Linked DNA regions of Sus scrofa: region 1 is linked to region 2. A link is a contact called in public HiChIP or PLAC-seq data. All regions are on one chromosome and are shown on one strand. Each heading gives the region's core, a stretch centred on a gene start, on an enhancer-like site or on the middle of the called end of the contact. The rest is flanking DNA. Distances are from core to core; before and after follow the strand shown. Region 1 holds the start of SPTB (spectrin beta chain, erythrocytic). Region 2 overlaps SPTB (spectrin beta chain, erythrocytic).

Region 1 (3,356 bases), core at 678-3,177, 140 kb after region 2:
ATCCCCAATCATTGTGACTAGGTCACTGATAAAGCTAAGGGCAACAGCTAAAAGGGTCTAAGGGCCATTTTTCATAATGTAGGGCTTATGTCTTTCAGCTGTACTTTATTCTGGGGTTTGATAACATCCTGTATAAATGACCCACCTCTGAGAAGTCAGTTGGTTTCAAGGCTGATGGGCTCTTCTTCAACGTGAGCCTAATACTCCTTTTCCTAACTAGCTCACAGCCTCTGGGCAAATACAAGCTTAGCTGTTTGGGTGCTGAGCATTCAGGACTCTTAAACATCCTGCACTTACAAAAAAAAAAAAAAAAGTTTCTAAAGACATTCTGGAACCCAGGGCTCCTAGCAAAAAATTTAAAATCTGACGCTGAAATAGGAAATGACCTGCCCTAGGTCATAGGATCAGAAGGGTGGTCAAAGAGGGAATTCTAAAATAAAATTTGGTACCATCTGTGAGGCTAAGAAAAGGTTAGTGGATAGTATAGAAGTGCCTAAAATTTTTGATTTGCAGATTCCTCTCATTCAAGAGAAGCCTAAATCATGTTCCTTAGGAACTGAAGTATAGATGTGACTAACACAAAGCTATGGATTTTGCACCGCTGCCTCCTACCTGGAAGTGACAGCCTAGCTTCTCCTCACACAAGCTCTGGGTGCAAAAATACTGTCACTATATATCTCCCCCCCCCTCCTCCATCTGATGCATCTAAAATTAAAAACAAAACTGTGGCTTCTCTTCATTTTCCTTCAGCCAGTTAAGCGTGTTATTATTAACTCCTGGCGCTTGTAACTGCTCACTGAAAACAGTGGTTTGGATATTAATCGGCAGTAAATCAGGACCCTACCTGGGGCTGGTTGTCACGGAAACGGTACCCAAGCCCTTAGCTACTCTTGGAAGTCTGGGCGAGTTGGTGGGAGTTGGGGATTGTTTTAGTGCTCCTGTTATTCCTCCCACTTTCTGCTATTTCTCAAGACCAAGTTGTTGGAGAAAGAGGAACTGGTGAGGCGGGTGAGAGTAGAGTGGACTGTAGAAGCTTGGAAGAGTGTAACTCCTTGGGAGAGGAAGGGTGGGGGTCCTTGGGGGATGGCTTGGGACACCTCGATCTTTCCTTCTTGGGGCTGCATCTGTCCACTCTCCGCGTCGTTCCCAACTCCCGGGGACCGGGGTCCCTCTGATACCCTGCCCTCCCTGCCTGGGACCTGGGCTGCCCTGGGAGCGCGTAGACAAGTTCCCCAGAAGAGAATCTGAGTAGTCCCAGGGCTGACAAACCCGGCAGCCGGAGGCAGAGAGGGCGGCGCGGAGGTCGGAGAGGCTAGCGGCAGAACCCCCTTCCTCCCTGTGACGGGGTCCTGGAGGAGGCAGCCCGGGACAAGAACACGCACCACCCCCTCACCACCCTCCCAGCGCCCCCGGGCGATGCTCCAGCATCCGGCTCTCCAAAGCAAGCACCCAGCTCGCCAAGCGCCTCCAAAGCCCACGCGGATTCCCGCGCCCTGGGGCGATAGCTGCCGCAGATAGCTGCTCTACGCCTGGCACCCAGGGCTGGGCCCCCACCCAGTCCCCTGGGCCCCGCGCGTCACGCGCCCCCTGGGCCCAGCGCCTCCTCTGCGCTCGCGCCGCGCGCCCCAGCCTCGCGCCCCAGCCTCGCGCATCTGCACCCGCACCCAGCTCCCAGCTCCCAGCACCCTCCGGCGGCCAGGCCCTCCCGGGACTCACCTGAGCTGGGGCTGTAGCAGCGGCCACCCGTAGCCCGGGGGCAACAGCGGCGGCGGCGCAGGGGGAGGAGGGCAGCGTGGGGCTCCTGGCACAGCGGCCGCCGGGCGCCTGGTGCTGCCGAGCCGCGGACCCGCCCAGAGATATAAATAACATTATCTGAGGAGGGACATTCCTGCCGGGGGACATCGCTGCTGCCGGGACCAGATAGTCCCGCGGCGGGGGCGGGGAGGCGGGGCCGCAGCCTCCCGCAGCGCCAGGCCCAGCCCCCGCCTTCCCCACCCACTCCCGCACCTGCCAATCAGCCTCCGAGCCTGGGGCCACCTGCCCGGCCTCCGCCCGGCTCCGCAAGCTGGCCTCGCCTCCCAGAGGACTGTCCGAGACGCCAGAAGCCCCAGCGGCCCGCAGCGCCCCCATCGCCGCTCACCTCCCATAACCGCGCGCTATCCCGAGCCCCCTGAGGCAGCAAAGGGATTTGACTCTGCAGCTCCGGCCTAATTCCTGCGCCTAGAGCAGTGAGCCTGGCCACAAAAATGAGCCCTCCAGCCTTTCCCGCCCCGAGTCCCCACTGGATACAGTCAGGTCTTAAAAAGACATTAAAAGACATGCTTAGGCCGTAAGGTAGATGAAGCGGGCACCCCAGCAGTGCGCCCCCGCTGCGGCGCGTTTGGGGAGGGACAGATTGTTCCAGGGGGCTGGTGTGTTAGAAAGCGCACTCCGAGGCTGGCTTCTCCTGGCTGAGAGGGCAGGGGTAGGCTTTGGGCCCGAAGCCCCCCGCCCGCAGCCCGCGGGCTGGGTGTCTCCGTTTCTGTTTGCAAACCTGGTGTGGTCCAGCAGGACCCAGCAATGCTGGCGGGGCACAGCCCGCAATCCCACTGTTCGCTCGTTGCTTACTGGGGCTGTAATCAACAGGCAAGCTACCACCCCAGCCCCCCAGCACCTCCTGGCCAGCCCCGGTTTCTAGGTGAACGGAGTCTTTCTCACTGCAAGTCTGGGTGGGGTGGGATGCTGTAGGCCAGAGAAAACTCTAGAGCCAATGACCGTACTAAAGAGGAAAGACAAAGCGCCTCTGAGTCACCTCGGGAAAGACTCACAGAAGCATATGGGCAGCTTGCAAGGTTGTCCACTTTCTTGACTTTCTTACTATACAAGGTCATTGTTCAGTAAGGTTTGATAGTGTACACCTTGCTGTCACTTTCATCTTTTCTCCATGGACAGGGACGGTTTCTCACCAGTCATCAGCCTAGGTAATCTTAGGTGTTTTGGAGAAGGCTGTGGAGATTTAAAACGCAAGGCTATAGAAAAGAATTTTAACTTGGATGATGCCTGGTGTTCTGAACAACGGAACAGTTTTACTCCTGAGTTATTTGCTTGGGAGTATAATTATGCTGTTTTCCAGGATTCACCAGGAAAAGGGTGTTTAAGTGCCAGATGTGCGTGCTTAGTTTATACATTGAACATATGCAAAGATACTTCACTTCCTGCTGCAGTAACACTTCGTGAGAGTGGGCATTTAGACAGTGAGTTGTGCTAAGTGGGGCAAACGCCACAGATACTACAAACTACAAAGCCACAGAACTCTTCGCCCCACCACCCTGTTGTCTGGACCCTTATTAAGTTCAATTTCCCAAGATGCACTAACA
Region 2 (3,273 bases), core at 447-2,946:
CTGCCCCTTTGTTGGCGGGGGTCTGGGCTGGGCAGCCCTGCACTTACCTCATCCTTGCCATGGAAGAGCCACTCGCTGCCATTGCTCAGCCTAGGAGGACAAAGGGGTTCCTGCGTGGCCATCTCTGGAGCCCCCTGCTCTCGCAGCACCCCCTGCCCCTGCCCAGAACCCTGTCAAGCAGCACAGCATCTTCTGAGAGAGGCAAAAATCAGGACCACCAGCCTCCCTGAGAAATCCCTGAGGGGCACCTTAGGCCTGGAGCTGGTCACATACAGTGGGCCCCTGTCCAGCCACTTAAGCCAAATCAAGTCACCAGGGAAGGGGCCATGACAGCTGGGGCCTCACCTCAGCTTAAAGACATGCTTCTTCTTCTTATAGTTGGCAGCAATCTCACAGATGGCATGTCTCAGGGCCAGGGGCTCCTCCCCATGGTAGGGTACCCCCAGGGCCAGGTTCTTGGCATCCTTGTAGAAGGTCAGCTCACTATTCCTGAGTACACAGTACAGGTTGCTCCAGGACCTGCAAAGGTACAGACAGGCAGGTCAGCTACAATTCTTTTTTTCTTTTCTTTTTTTTGGCCATGCTCATGGCATATGGAATGTTCCCAAGCCAGGAGTCAAATCTGAGATGCATTGTAACCTACTCCACAGCTGCAGCAATGCCAGATCCTTAATCCACTGTGCCAGGCTGGGGATCAAACCCTGTTGGGCACAGAGATAATGCTGGATCCTTAATCTGCTGTACCACAGTGGGAACTTCTCACCTACAGTTCTGATACTGCATCCCTCTAATCAATTTCTAAGCTTTATCATTTTAAAAAAATTATACCAATTTTGCCCTAATCAATAGTAACACGTTACTGTTAAAAATTTGGAAATAAAACTCATCTGCATGTAATTCCACTACCATTGTTAACATTTTAGATATTTCCTTCTAGTCTTTTCTATTCACATATATATAGCCAAATTGGATTATACTGTACATTCAGTTTTATGTCCTTTTATATCTTGAGTATTCCCCATATCCTCAAGTATTTCTTGAAAATGAGTTTGAATAGCTCGATGGTCTCCTATTACATATATAAATAATCCCTTTATTGGTAGATCTTTTCATACTGGGAAATTTATCCACAACTTACAGAGCAATATGATAAACATTCTTATGCTTTAATCTTTTGTCTATAACTCTGATCTTACCTGGAAATATTCTAGAAGTAGAATTATCGAGTCTAAGACCAACAGTGTAAACAACTTTTCAAAGCATTTCCACAGCCACTAGCATATTTGATTCGCATATCAGAACAGAGCAGGGTTCTGTCTTGGTGGTAGGGATATTTTGTTTTGTTGATGATATATGATCAGAATACAGTACGAGCACTTTTTAAAGAAACGTATTTGTGCAAATCAAGGCTCTTCTCGACTGGAACGTTTGGTGAGGCCAGCAGGCTCACGAGCTCCTGTGTGGCCTCATCTGAGCTCTTCCCCGAGAAAGGGGAACATGTGGCTCCTTCACAGTAATGCGCGCCAAGGAACATTAAGCTTGGCTTCCTCTTCTTCCCTTTTGAGGGCAGGAGGGTGGAGAACTAGCAGGCCAATAGGCAGGAGGGACTGGAAGGTCCAAGAGACTGTGACCCGTACAAAGCTGGCTGCAGAGCCGTTCCACAAAGCCCAGATTTCTGACACCAGCTCAGGGAACTTTCCTCTGCCTCTCACCACCTTCTCCGAGCTTGTAGCCCAAGGAAAGCAGTGGCTAAGGAGGAGCTGGGCTCAAAGTCCTGCTTTGGACAAATGACTTCTCTGTTTCCCCATCTGGGAAGTGGAAACATCATCACAGCGCGGTTGTGACGATTTTACTAGTGCTAACATAACAGCTGGCACATAGTAGGTGCTTGATAAATGCTAATTTCTCCTTTCCTGTAGACTCTCCCTATAAGCAGCAAACCTCTTCGAGGTGGCTGGGCTCCCAAATTCAGTTTTGGAATGATTTTTTTGGCCACGCCCATGGCATGCAGAAGTTCCGGGGCCAAGGATCGAACCTGAGCCACAGCAGTGACGCTGTTGGATCCTTAACCCACTGAGCCACCACAGAATTCCCCATGTTTTGGATTAGCTTTGCTGTATCCCCCAGAACAGGCTCTCTCTATGCTGCCAGTTGGCCTTGGGAAGAGGGCTGCCTTCAACCTTTTGATGCTGCTTGTTTCCCTGGGACCCTGGACTGCTGCCTGGTAGAGGCATCCCTGGATAGACCACAGCCAAGGACATGACTGCTTTGGGGTCAGGAAAGGACACAGTCTCTGAATGGATTCCTCAGGGTCATGTAGTTACTGGGGAGAACCTCCAGAAGGCATTTAGGTCAGCTCCTCTTTTACGGCTGGAGAAACTGGGGCCCAGATTGGGTAGAAAGTGAGACTTGGTTAAGGATGTGCTGTTAGCACCAAGACCTACCTGTTGCCCCACCTTGGCATGAAAACAGCTAGGGTCCACAGAGTTCATGCTTGGCACCAAGCATGGCATCTGCGCTGAAGAGGCAGGCTACCCCCATCACCCGCATTTTACAAATGGGAGGCTGAGTAACTTGTTCAAGGTCATAGGAGTTGAACTCAGGACCGCCAACTGGAGACGGCCTTCTCCTGTCATGCCAAGTAGCTCCCAGGGCTGGTTCCGAGGGCACCCTTGCCCACAAACATCCCTGTGTTACCGAGGCTCTGTTGCTGAAGTCCCTGTGGTGCCCAACCCTGCGGCCCCGCCCCCACGTACCTGTTGGATGCCTTCTTGTTGGGTCCCTCCAGGTCGTGCTTGCGGCCCAGGTAGCCCTCCATCTGCACGCTGTGCCCATGGTCCCGCTGGGATGGCAGCGTTGTCGGCTCTTCGCCCTCGCTCAGAGGCGTGTCCAGGACCTTAAAGAGGGGCTCCGTGGCCGGCCTCTCATCTGCGCTGGATTTCTCCTCCTGCCCTTCCTCCTGCGGCCCTGGCGGGGGTGGCGGCTGCAGGTCCTGAGGCCACCGCCTTTCTTCCCCCTGCTCAGGGGCATACGGGAGGGGCACACCTTGCTGGGGGTTCGGACCCAGGGGTGGCAGAATTGGGAAGGCGGCGGGCCCTGCCTGAGTCTGGCTCCTTTGTCCTGTGCTCCCCCGGGCCCTCCCTCCACCTGGCCTGCTTTGCTAGGCTGCTGCTGTTTCTGGCTCCAAACCCACACTCCCTGTCTCCAATCTCACAGCAACAGAAGGTTCTCAGAGTAAGCTGAATGGGCCTGCGTGATGCTCTCTCTCCTCCG

The links. HiChIP or PLAC-seq counts read pairs in DNA pulled down with a chosen protein or histone mark.
Region 1: a contact with region 2 is called in an H3K27ac HiChIP or PLAC-seq map of skeletal muscle. The contact joins the promoter of SPTB here to the enhancer-like site in region 2. A contact is called at or near these places in 9 of 47 Hi-C or Micro-C datasets (embryonic fibroblasts, fetal heart ventricle, fetal liver and 4 more) and 1 of 2 datasets of contacts at active chromatin or transcription factors (skeletal muscle).

The regions. Positions count from the first base shown.
Region 1 is chr7:88,952,544-88,955,899 of Sscrofa11.1, forward strand. SPTB (spectrin beta chain, erythrocytic) reads right to left here and starts at 1,928. Exons shown (of 36, transcript XM_013978290.2): 1 at 1,717-1,928.
Region 2 is chr7:88,815,870-88,819,142 of Sscrofa11.1, forward strand. SPTB (spectrin beta chain, erythrocytic) reads right to left here. Exons shown (of 36, transcript XM_013978290.2): 33 at 2,757-3,016; 34 at 346-519; 35 at 48-90. Among named protein-coding and RNA genes, the nearest start is that of PLEKHG3, 53 kb to the left of the region's middle. Within about 2 kb of position 1,697, at least 10 of the 83 cell types and tissues checked have an H3K27ac peak or open chromatin away from gene starts, as enhancers often do. A contact at or near this core is called in retroperitoneal adipose tissue and skeletal muscle, where this site is marked.